Linked DNA regions of Xenopus laevis: region 1 is linked to region 2. Evidence: chromatin contacts called from public Hi-C data. All regions are on one chromosome and are shown on one strand. Each heading gives the region's core, a stretch centred on a gene start, on an enhancer-like site or on the middle of the called end of the contact. The rest is flanking DNA. Distances are from core to core; before and after follow the strand shown.

Evidence for each region. A called contact is a pair of places that touch in the nucleus more often than the background predicts.
Region 1: a Hi-C map of the XL177 cell line shows a contact between it and region 2, with 2.6 times the contacts expected there. The contact joins two enhancer-like sites. A contact is called at or near these places in 2 of 4 Hi-C or Micro-C datasets (the XL177 cell line and the XTC cell line).

The regions. Positions count from the first base shown.
Region 1 is chr8L:91,090,327-91,096,238 of Xenopus_laevis_v10.1, reverse strand. No RefSeq gene overlaps it. Among protein-coding and RNA genes, the nearest start is that of cep170b.L, 12 kb to the left of the region's middle. Within about 2 kb of position 4,433, at least 1 of the 7 cell types and tissues checked has an H3K27ac peak or open chromatin away from gene starts, as enhancers often do.
Region 2 is chr8L:90,996,875-91,002,659 of Xenopus_laevis_v10.1, reverse strand. LOC108698803 (RAC-alpha serine/threonine-protein kinase-like) reads left to right here. Exons shown (of 14, transcript XM_018230617.2): 3 at 3,645-3,773. Among protein-coding and RNA genes, the nearest start is that of LOC108698804, 50 kb to the left of the region's middle. Within about 2 kb of position 1,364, at least 3 of the 7 cell types and tissues checked have an H3K27ac peak or open chromatin away from gene starts, as enhancers often do.

The DNA.
Region 1 (5,912 bases), core at 3,184-5,683, 91 kb before region 2:
AGCTGTCACCCACTCACATTTTATGGCAGTATCCCATGATTTGTCAGTTTTGTAAAGGTCACTCTTGCCTGTAGTAAACTATGGTCATTTATACAAAATTTTCTGAACACTCTAAATTGTTACAGCTATGTACACTGGTACCATTACTTATGTTTGAGCGCATAGCATAGATGCAACACTGTCCCCCATGCAGTTTCCCATTTAAATATGTAGGAATGTCTGGTATATCTGACAGAGGGTCAATAGGAACACAAGACCCCATGCTACGGGGGGAGGGAGCCACTTTAACTTAAAAGTACTTTCTCCAAAGCTGTTGTAGAAATATATTACTTCCACAATCACTGGTATGCATTGATTGCACTAGACATTGATCAGATAGCGATTGATCCTTAGCGATGAGCAAACTTTTTCACCACACGCGGATTAGTGGCGAAATTCTGAATTTCGTCATTGGCGGATTTTTTTTTTTTTTTTTTTTTTGCAAAACTGCAACAAAAATTGCAAAGAAAAATTTGGCCAAAAAAAATGGCAATTCACTTCACCATTTCGTGAATTTTTCAGCAGTTTTGCAAATTTTTTGGTGAAGTGAAACAGGGCAGATTTGCTCAATACTATTGTTCAAGTATTGAAAGGGTCTTTCTGGAATTTTAATTTTAGAGCTGGTTGGTGGATGTGTAAATTAGGAGTGTTTTGTTTATTGCCTTAATTGTTTTCCGTTCTTATTCAGATGCACTATTGCGTGCTAATTAGTTTTGTAGCACTTGAACTTATGGCAATGGTAAAAGGCTGTCCAACTTTTGGCCTCCTTAATGGTCATATTTTACTTCCAGCTCTTGTTTGCATGGAATGCTGGGCATCTTATTTTGATAACAGACAAGGGGTATTTTTTTACCAAGGGGGGCAGAAATACAAGAGCACTAAGGGGTGTAAGAGGGCACTGAGCACTGAATAAAAAATCTGTCCCTGAGAATGACATGCAAGGTAGGGGCATAACACTTTACCAACAGGATTTGGCTGGGCTGGAACCTCCCACTTATAAGTCCACAGCACCAACAGGAAAGTTATAGTTGTCCAATACTAGACACAGCTTGCGCATGACACTACAGCACATGGATAGTTAACCAGTTAAACAAATGTTCATCGCTAAAACGTGATCTTCACATTCAATTGTCCATTATCCAATTAGTGAATTGCAGCTTCCTGAATCATCCCCTCTGTGCAGGATCCCAAATCTGATATAGATGTAGAAGAACTACAAGGATGCGCACATTAGATAAAAACTTGATAGTGTAGTAAGTTAATACAATTTGTGTATATATAATAAGATGAGTGGAAAAAATAACCAATAAAATCCACTTAAAGGGTCTAGTGTACTTAGGTCGGACTGGGGGGCCCGGGACCCACCGGAGCTGTTGTCCAAGGCCCCCTAGTGCGCCGCCACACCGATGAGCGTGCATGGGCGTGAACATGCACTTTGTTTTTCACGTGGTTGCGGCAGGAAGCAGCCTGCAAATTGCGGATCTAGGCCGATGGGACCCACCGGGTTTTTTCCCGGTGTCCCGCCGGCCCAGTCCAACCCTAAGTGTACTTGTGTAATCTCTCCTTTACTTACAAAATATCCAATATAGGTACATCATGTTGAAAACCAGATGAATACAATTGAATTCATCTGGCTTTCTATGTGCTGTACCTATACAGGTATGGGACCTGTTATGCAGAATGCTCGGGACCTGGGGTTTTCCGTATAATGGATCTTTCCGTAATTTGGATCTTCATACCTTAACTCTACTAGAAAATCCTATAAACATGAAATAAACCCAATAGGCTGGTTTTGTCTCCAATAAGGATTAATTATATCTTAGTTGGGATCAAGTACAAGGTACTGTTTTATTATTACAGAAAAAAAGGAAATCAGTTTTATCAGTTGGATTATTTAGATACAATGGAGTCTATGGGAGACAGACTTTCTGTAATTCAAAGCTTTTTGGATAACGGGTTTCCAGATAACGGATCCCATACCTGTATTGGATATTTTGTAAGTAGCCAATTTTTAGTGTTTTATTCATTCATTAAAATTTGCTACACTATACATGTTTTATGTCCAACCTGTGGCACACTGGAACAACATTTTTTCACTGCTGGGGCATTTGTATTTCTGCTGCAGCACCATATGCACCTTTATTCCTTTCCATTTGGCATTATACTGGTCTATATCCGATGAGTAGGCTGACTCAGAGATTACACAATTGCACTAGTCACTTTAAGTGGATGTTATTGGTTATTTTTACACATCCTTTTGTATATACACAAATTTACATATATACAAATATACATATTTACAAATATACAACTTACCGCACTATATAGTTTTTATCTAATGTGTGCTTCCTTTCAGTTCTACTACATCTATACTAAACATGGATAGTTAAGTTGGAATATAAAAATTTGTCCCCATCTTTTAATAACGTTTACATTTAAAAAATGTAAAACCTTTGAAAATCTTTAATGAATGTACTTCATGTATTTACATGAACATAAGAATGTATTTTCTTTCATTCTGCATTTTAATGGAGATCCTTTTCACGTACCTACTTGTAGTTATACTAAACAGGCAGCAGATGGCACTCTTGTTTTTTTATACAGTTGCCTGTGACATTTATATTTAATTTAGTGCACTCAGAAGAGACATATTGACTACTATATTGTTACACTATAATATGTACTACATATAGTAAAACAGCTGTAATATTGAAATAAGGACCAGTGTCCAAAGTATTTGTTTTGAATGTGGATATACATGTAAATATAATAAAAAATATATTAAAATGAATACATTCACATTGTATTACAGCTATTTTTGTTGTTTTATTTGAACTGAAGGAATCATAAATGGTCATTGCATTTTAAATACTTAACAAAGGAATACTTACAGTGTAACCTATTGTTATTATCATTTATTGTAAATGCCAATTTTAGAATACAGCTATATATATTGTATAGCAATTCCAATATGAAGAGTTTTATATTTCAACAATACATTTAATTAAGATGTTAACACTGGCCTTCATGTTTTCCTTTTTTTTATAGTTTTTGAATAATTTGCCTAGTTCTTCTGGCTCTTCTGTTGACTTCTTCTGAAAAAAGACATACATCCATCAAGTTCAACCTTTTAAGTCTGTATATAACCTGCCCAACTGCTAGTTGATCCAGAGAAAGGCAAAACATCCTATTTGAAGTCTCTCCAATTTGCCTCAAAGGGGGAAAAAATTATTTTCTGACTCCAAGATCGGACTAGTCCCTGGATCAACTTGTACTATGAGCTATCTTCCATAATAACCCTGTATTCCATCACTTGCTAAAAAGCCATCCAACCCCTTCTTAAAGCTATCTAATGTATCAGCCTGTACAACATCTTCACAGCTCTCGGTGTAAAAAACCCCTTCCGAATATTTCGACGTAACCTTCTTTTCTTCTAATCAGAACTGTGTTGGACTGGCCCACCGGGATACCAGGAAAACTCCTGGTGGGCCGAGGTGTCAGGGGGCCCTTGTGCTGCTACAGATTTGGCCTATTTCATGGCCATTCCCTATTTCTTTGAAAACAAATATGCTAAATAGATGGAATAATAGATTACAGTATGTAAAGAATAGAGATTAGGAGAATAGAGGTTGAGTGAGGAGAAGAAGAATATTAGTACTGAAAGTGGGCCCCTGGTCTAAGGTTTTTGGGTAGGCCCCTGGTGTCCCAGTCCGACACTGAATCAGAATGGGTGACATTGTGTCAGCTGGAAAGACCTACTGGTAAATAAAGCATTAGAGAGATTATTATATGATCCCCTTATATATTTATACATAGTTATCATATCACTCCCCTTTAAGCGCCTCTTCCCCAGTGTGAACAACCCCAACTTGGCCAGTCTTTCCTCATAGCTTAGATATTCCATACCTTTTACCACCCTTCTGTGGAACCTCTCTAATTCAATAATATCCCATTTGAGAGACAAAACTGCATGGCATTTTCTAGATGTATATATAGTTTCATAATCAAAATATAAAACAATTTGAGTGTACTGCCTAGTGGGAAGCCCAACTGTTATTGTTATGGTTATTTGAGGTCAATGTCAATGCGACCCCCCTTTTCCTTTCCTATTTCTGCACCCCTTACTAAGATAATATTAAAATAAAGAATATACTAAAATGTCTGCTCCACTACTGAGTATTTAAGGGCAGTACATGTTATTAACTGCTCCAAAGAAGTAGATTGATGTACTGGAGAACCCAAGACGGTAACTGGTGTGGGAAAGGCTGCATAGGGCTGCTATTCATAGCAAGTAGTAGAGCAGCCCTTTAGTTGTTATCCTTGTGGGGACAGTGCAAGCACAGAGGCCAGGATACTCTAACATTATCTGTAACATAAGCCAGAACAGAAGAGGAGCTTTATCTGTAACCTCTCTGCCAGCAATCAACCAAAAGTACAGGAGATGCCACTCTCTATAGGGGATAAGATGCTGAGCTTTACCAGTCCTGACATACCCAGTCTAGTCTATAGCACATAATATGGTAATCATTTTCCCTTGTATCCCAGCCACAAAGCTTCTACAAGGTGCTGAATTATTTGTGCATTGTGCCCTTTTCATAGTGCTCTATGTAACTGGGATAGACAATAACATGTTGTGCAAATTGCCTGACCTAGTGGCACAGTTCTAATAGGCAAGGGAAAGTTGTGCTCACCACTAATTTTTAAAACCATTGCAATGAGGCTGTGTATTTGACTACAGTTCTAATAGGGACAGCCCTCTCAGAACCTTGGGATGGACTCTGGAAATGCTTTTAATTAAAGTACTGGAATCTATGGACAATGTCTGGCATAAGGCAAACAATATGGTTGTTTCTGGTAAGATATCTATTTAAATACATAGATTTGTTCTGTTTACCTTTGAATGTATATTGTCGTGAATCCTGTTTAAAAGGAAATAACCCCCAAAATATCCTGTACTTACAATGACAGTGGTTGTTTCTTTTATGTATTTCAGCTGCACTGGCTCTATTTCCATTGCATTTCGACATGCCCTGCAATAATGGGGAAATGTAAAATACTTTTCAACAACAAATATTTAACCTTTTTGCCTCAGGAATAATTGCACCAGCACAAATACCGGTTTTGTAGACATACCTTGCATATGGCTATACCTTGCCTAGCAAGATAAGGCAGTCACATCTGTTCTGCAGAAGGGCTACAAAGCAGAACAATTGCAAATATATGTGCTTTCTATAAATATTATGAGACCATTTTGGACACTCCAGGGATTTGTATATAATTGCTTCTATATATTTACAGTAGATGCCACATAATTCTCCAGGTCTTAATGTAACAAAAGGATCACAGAGATATTGGATCCATGTGTGAAGTTGAAACCATGTGCCATCAACACTTTCCTATTCAATTCACCAAAGCACCAAACTGCACCAATGTTGTTCTTCTTCTGGATAACAAACAAACGTTGTTAAATATTGCTTCAGTAAGTTAACTATAAACATGTATGGAAGGTATTATGATTTAAATGTGACATTGGTGGACTATATGAACCACAATGGAATAACTTTGGTAAGTAAATGAACTGGAGTTGCATGGGGTCTTGAACTATAAAGTGTCAAAGTTAACCCAAAAAAGTGGTAAAAGTTAACAGATTTGACCTATTTATAAAATAACTACTCCGACAAACACATATCTTTCCCATATTACTTTGATGCATGTTCTACTTAATGCAGCTTTATGCATCGGGTAACAGTAATGGCGATTAAATGACTTTCATTGTTTCATTACTTTCAATGAAGAACTATTTAGCAAAGTGAAAGAACTATTAGTCATTGATATTTCAATAAACAATGATATATCTGGTTGCAGCTGTTGAA
Region 2 (5,785 bases), core at 115-2,614:
GTCCATTGAACTTCAAGTTCCCGCCGTATGCAAATTAGGCAACGCTACCGCATCTTCGATTCGCTTGGCACAGTAACGCTGGCGCAACTTCACCAGCGTTCAACGCCCTGGACGCCACTTCGGATTTTAGTGAATTAGTGTTGTCCTGGCGAAGTGTTGCACTGTGAGCGAAGCCGTCGCTGGCGAATTTTCAGAGGTTAGTGAATTTGCCCTCATGTGTGCACCTTTGGATACTCTGATCCCCCCAACCCCCCAAAACTTCTTTCAAAAGCATACAAGCAGGCTGGTCTGTTGTATGAATGTATTTAGGTTCTTAGACTGTAAGGGAACGATGAACAATCTCTGTAAAGTGCTGCACGAGTTGTATCCACACAATTTAATCTTCAGCTTGTCCAACCCTATGCCATGCAACATCTTTATCACCTTTCAAACACAATAGGGTAACTTCAATAGAGCCGGTTTTGTGATTATACGAATACGGAAGCAATGAGAGTGTCATTCTTTCTCCCTAATCAACTGGAGAAAAGTCCCACACTTTGTTACAGAGCTTTCTTTATTTGTGCTGTTTATAGAAAGTATAATGACTGTTTATGTTTCTAGTACAGTTTCTCAGCTCAGACTGGGTGCTTCTGAAAATGCAAAGTGTCCTCCAACAGTGTCAGATGCGGAGGGTGTGGCGGGGGCTCTCTAATAGTGTGCTGCTGCAACAAGCAAGGAGCAGTTGGTAAATAAAGATGGATATTCTTTTGTTCTGCGGGAGCTTGCTGCTCGTTATACTTCACTTACCCAGTGCGCTTCCCAGAGAGTGGCAGCTGTTTTTTGTGTAAGGCACTCTGTCAGGGCCAGACAGCTCCTGATTGTCGAAGGCATTGTTGGTTTGGGGATGGGGGGAGTGATGCATTCTTGTTAAATTCTCAGTAGGATTAACTTTTTCGTGTGCCAGGAGGGCAGCAGTGTCTCTCGAGCCCTGTACCCTGGAATAAACCAAGATGTATTCGTTCAGCTTTTACACGTGATGCCCAAATCATAAAAGGGTGTGTTGTTTGTGTACTGCAAATAGTTTCTGCCTCTGGCGTGCAAAAGTTAATCTGCCCTTGTTGAGATGGAGTACGCAGTTGCAGCAACAAACAAACTTTAGTAAATTCACCTTCTCCGTTCTGGTGCAAAAACATGAAACCGCCTTTGTTAGGGAGCTGGTGCCGTTTCTAAAGGCAGTTTTGTTCAAATGTATTTTTATGGGAACTTTATTCACACTGTAATCTGAAAATTGTAACAGAGGCAGAAAAGTGGAGACCTAAACAGGGTAAATGTGATACTCTAACAGGAAGGATCCTGAAAGATAACTGAAGTTAGAAAAAAAGGATCAAGTCTAACAAAGGCTGCCTTGTTCTGGGAGGTTTTCATCTCTGTAATCTCCATCGTGCTCATTGTGAAGCCTTTTCTCCTCAAAGCCTTCAGGGTATTTTCTTCCCTTAATGAATAGGAATCTTAAGTGATGATATGAAATCCGCCCCCAGTCCACCACGAGGTGCCCTTTGTTAGGTTTGGTTCTGTATTTCACTTATATGTATTTATCTTTAATTTCTTTCTTAAGATGAATTATGTTCTTTAAAAGGGTGAGTAAGGCATGTAGTAATCATTTCACATAGAAAAGTTTTTTGTTTTTTTTTGTCCTTATGTCCTTCAATAAATACGTTTTTTCCCCCCCCAAATCTTATTTTTCCCAGTGTATGTTGCTTAATGTCTAATGAAATTCAAAAGCTGCTCGAGAAATCCACGGGCCATGAGAATTTGTTTGGTTTTATTTAATTGAGATCATCTATAGAAGAAGATCTTTACTATTATGATATGGTTTGGTTTTTTTTTTTTTAGTAGTAATTCATTTTTCTTGCAGCAGAATATTGTTGCTTGGCTATTAAATCTGTTCCTCAGATTAGCAAATTGCCTATAGTTGTGCAAAGTACTTGCATTGCAAAATGTAAATGAAAAAGTTCTCCATATGTCACTGTGAAAAATGACAACGGCAAAAATAATACATTGGACATCTGTTCAAAGTCTTACATTTGCTATGCTTTTAAGGATCAGATGTTGCAAAGCCCAAAGTGTGTTATTTATCTCTGGGTATGACTTTCATGGATGGGGCCCATTCAAATGGCAAAACCTGGTTATTTAAATTAATTTACTTGAAATGATTCTTATAAATCCAAGTTTCCTGAGAAACAGTAAGGGTTTGCTTTCCATGTGTAATAGCCACCTGCAAAGAATTATTGGTCTTTCAGCATTTCGAAGGTGTGAAGCTTGCAGTCCCCCAGCTGTTAGAACCTTTGGTCCACAACATCTAGAAGGTTGGGAAATCTGTCACCTCAAGCTTTTGTTCAGTACCCATTACTCTTTAGTAAGCAGCCGGGAAGCTATTTATTAAACAGCAGCCATATTTGTCTTCTTTGGATATGTGTCCTCGCCCTATTTGTATGGCTATGGATAAACAGTGAATGCTTCAGTAATGGTCTGCTAAAATTACAGGCAATATATCAAGTGGTTGTGTTGTAAGTAGGAAATTTGGCCATATGGTGGTGGAAACTGATTGGATGTAAAGAACTGACTGCATGTATCACTACTATTAATGTAGAATTTTAAGGGGAAGCACACCTAATTGAATATTTTTAACACCTGGTGCTTTTGCAATATTAAAACTTGCTGAACCATTTTGGGTTTCTGCTTTCTCCGTTGCCATAGGCCCTGATCTACATCATTTTTTCTGGATATTTTGAATACAGCTGTGGAAAGGACTGACTTTTTTTTCTTTTAAATGAGTTTTCTCTAACTATGGCCTGTCGTTCATTGTAGAAAATATAATAATAAATATAATAATATGGAAATGAGGAGGCAACCTTTCTTGGGGGAGTAACAACATCAAAATATTTATAATTAGAGCTTCCTTTTTCCAGATTAACGGTATGGGCAAACAACTTGCACTCGTTTGGTATATCAGGTGTGTATCATGTAGTCGTTGAGGTGGAACGTGCCAGAACATCTGTTGCCAATAATAACATTTTTGCACAATTCAGTTGCTGCAGTTTGGAGCACTTAGAGGTGCAATGGTGAATGAATTATTTTCTACTCAAGATACAGAGATTCACTGTACTTTGCACCCTGTTCACCTTGCAGACCAGGGGCAACTGACATATTGGCATATGGTCCAAGTAAAGAAAAGTATGTTTAGGCACAAATATGGGAACTTAAAGGAACAGTGACACCAAAAACTGAAAGTAATTAAAATATAATGCTCTGTTGCTCTGCAGTGGTAAAACTGCTGTGTTTGCTTCAGAGAGACTACTATAGTTTATATAAACAAGCTGCTGTGTAGCCATGGGGGCAGCCATTCTAGCTACTGGGAAAAAAAGGAGAAAAGGTTATATAGCAGATAACAGATACACCACCATTGTATTAGACGGCTTATCTGGTATGTGCTGTACCCTGTGTCTTTTCTCCTTTTTTTCCAGCTAGAATGGCTTGGGTACACTACATGCCTCTCAGTTGGTCACAACTGATTTACACTGTGACAAAACAGTTGTTTTTTTGTTCAAATAATGTTCTTTCATGGTCATGCTTATCACTGAGATATTGCTCTGTCTGCTTTACAGGTGAATACATAAAGACCTGGCGCCCCCGCTACTTTCTCCTCAAAACTGACGGTACTTTCATTGGGTACAAAGAGCGTCCACAGGATGTTGACCAGTTGGAAACTCCTTTAAATAATTTCTCTGTAGCCAGTAAGTATTCCTGTGTTTCAATATTACGGGGACCACTGCTTCTATGGGTCAACTGAAGTTTGATTTTGATGTTATGTTATTCTAGAGAAATCCAATGTAACAACTAGTAACAGTTTAGTTATAGAGAAACTAGGAGACTCTGGAGGTAACTAGCTGCTCTCTGACTTACAAAAGTGCAGGATCTTTTCTTCCATCTTGAATTTCAAGTTTGGGCAACTACCGCTCTCCAGATGTTTTACTACAACTAGAAGCTCCAGCAACCCACAGGATGATGGCTGTTTGAAGAAAAGCAATTTTAAGTTGAACATCCCTTTATTAAATATGTCTTGAATGTTCAGTCTTTGCCAGTAACACTTAATTCCTTCCAACTTTTAAATAAATTAAAGGAACAGTAACAGCAAAAAAGAAAAGCATTTTAAAGTTATTAAAATATGATGTACTGTTGCCCTGCATTGGTAAAAGGTATGTGTTTGTTTTAGAAAAGACTGCTATAGTTTCTATGATTAGGCTGTTGTATTGCGATGGGGCAGCCATTTAAGCTGAAAAGAGAAAAGGCACAGGTTACTTAGAAGATAGCAGATAAGATCTGCATTGGTTAAATGGGATTATACAGAGTGCATCTGTTATTTGCTATGTAACCTAACCCTTGAATGGCTGCCCCCATAGCTGTAGAGCGGTGTGCTATATAAGCAATATTTTAATTACTTTATTACACTTCAATTTTTACTGTTCCTTTAGGGACAGAAGTAGTACCACCTTGCTTACATTTTCTCTCCCTGATGGTTTCTATGGCTCTACTGGATCATTAGTAACGTTCCGAGGCCAATTCCCACAAGAAGTGAGAGAGAGAAACAATACTGTGCACTTCCTAAGAACTGTCATTGGGTTAATGCCTGTGCTGCAGATACAGCCTCCTTCCTCCTTGGCTTTCCTCCTATTCTTTCTTTAGCAGATCCAGTGCTACATTTCCTACTTTTGTTTATCCCCGCAGTTATTCTGTGTGCTGTGGGATGTCAAGACTTGCATCCCTATCCCCCCAGTATAACTTTTTGGCTGTGATACCTGGAGTCTAGGAAACTGTATTGTTGTGAAATGTATCCACATGCCCTGTAGAATTGCTTCTCAAAGACATCTTAAAAATACACAAAATGTCAGAATACATTCTAGGAATTCTGTGTATAATCTCATATCTCTGATTGTAGGAGCTCAGTTTGGCTCCCTCCAGTGCTTTCAAAGACAAACTGCACACTGCTAATAAGTAGGGGTTATCTTCAGTTTAGATTTCCCTAAATATTTATATATATAATTTCATAGAATACTTCGTACAGAGAGCATTCCTTATCTGCTTGATTGCATTTCTACATTTTAACCTTAGCGGTAGAATTTTGTGGTTTAGTTGTAACCATCAGATCAGACCATTTATTAAATGTTACCACAACTGAGCCAAAATCCTTGTTTGCAGATTTACAGTGCACTGTAGTAAGCATAGGTACTGCTGCTGCAGTAATGCCCCAGATCCCCTTATTCACAAGATTAGGCATCCCATACTGTGTATAAACCAAAAAGGAAAATGGCAAATCTATTCATAGCTCTATTGTGGCAGTGATTGCAGTGCACAGCTGCTTTCCAGAAAGAGACGGGCACCTAGTTGAAGAGTTAGTGCTGCCAACAACTGAAAGTTATTTATTTCAATTGACATACTAGTTCCTGGCCACTACTTGTGTGGATTATTTTGTGACTGAGCCTTTGCATGCTTCCATGTTGCAGGTGGATCATATGAAACTCCATTACTGGATCAGTACACATGCCTCACTCTAGTATACATCAAATAAATCTGTTCTTATTTGTAGAAAGCAGTGTTCTATTGCACTTGGGCATAACGATAAAACGGGCAGGATACAAAGGTTTTTTTTTTCCAGGTCTAGTATCCAATAGCAACCAATCAGGGGATTTCCTTCAAACAGCAGACCAGCCAATGCTGTCTGCTAATGGGTTGCAGTAGCATAGCTGTG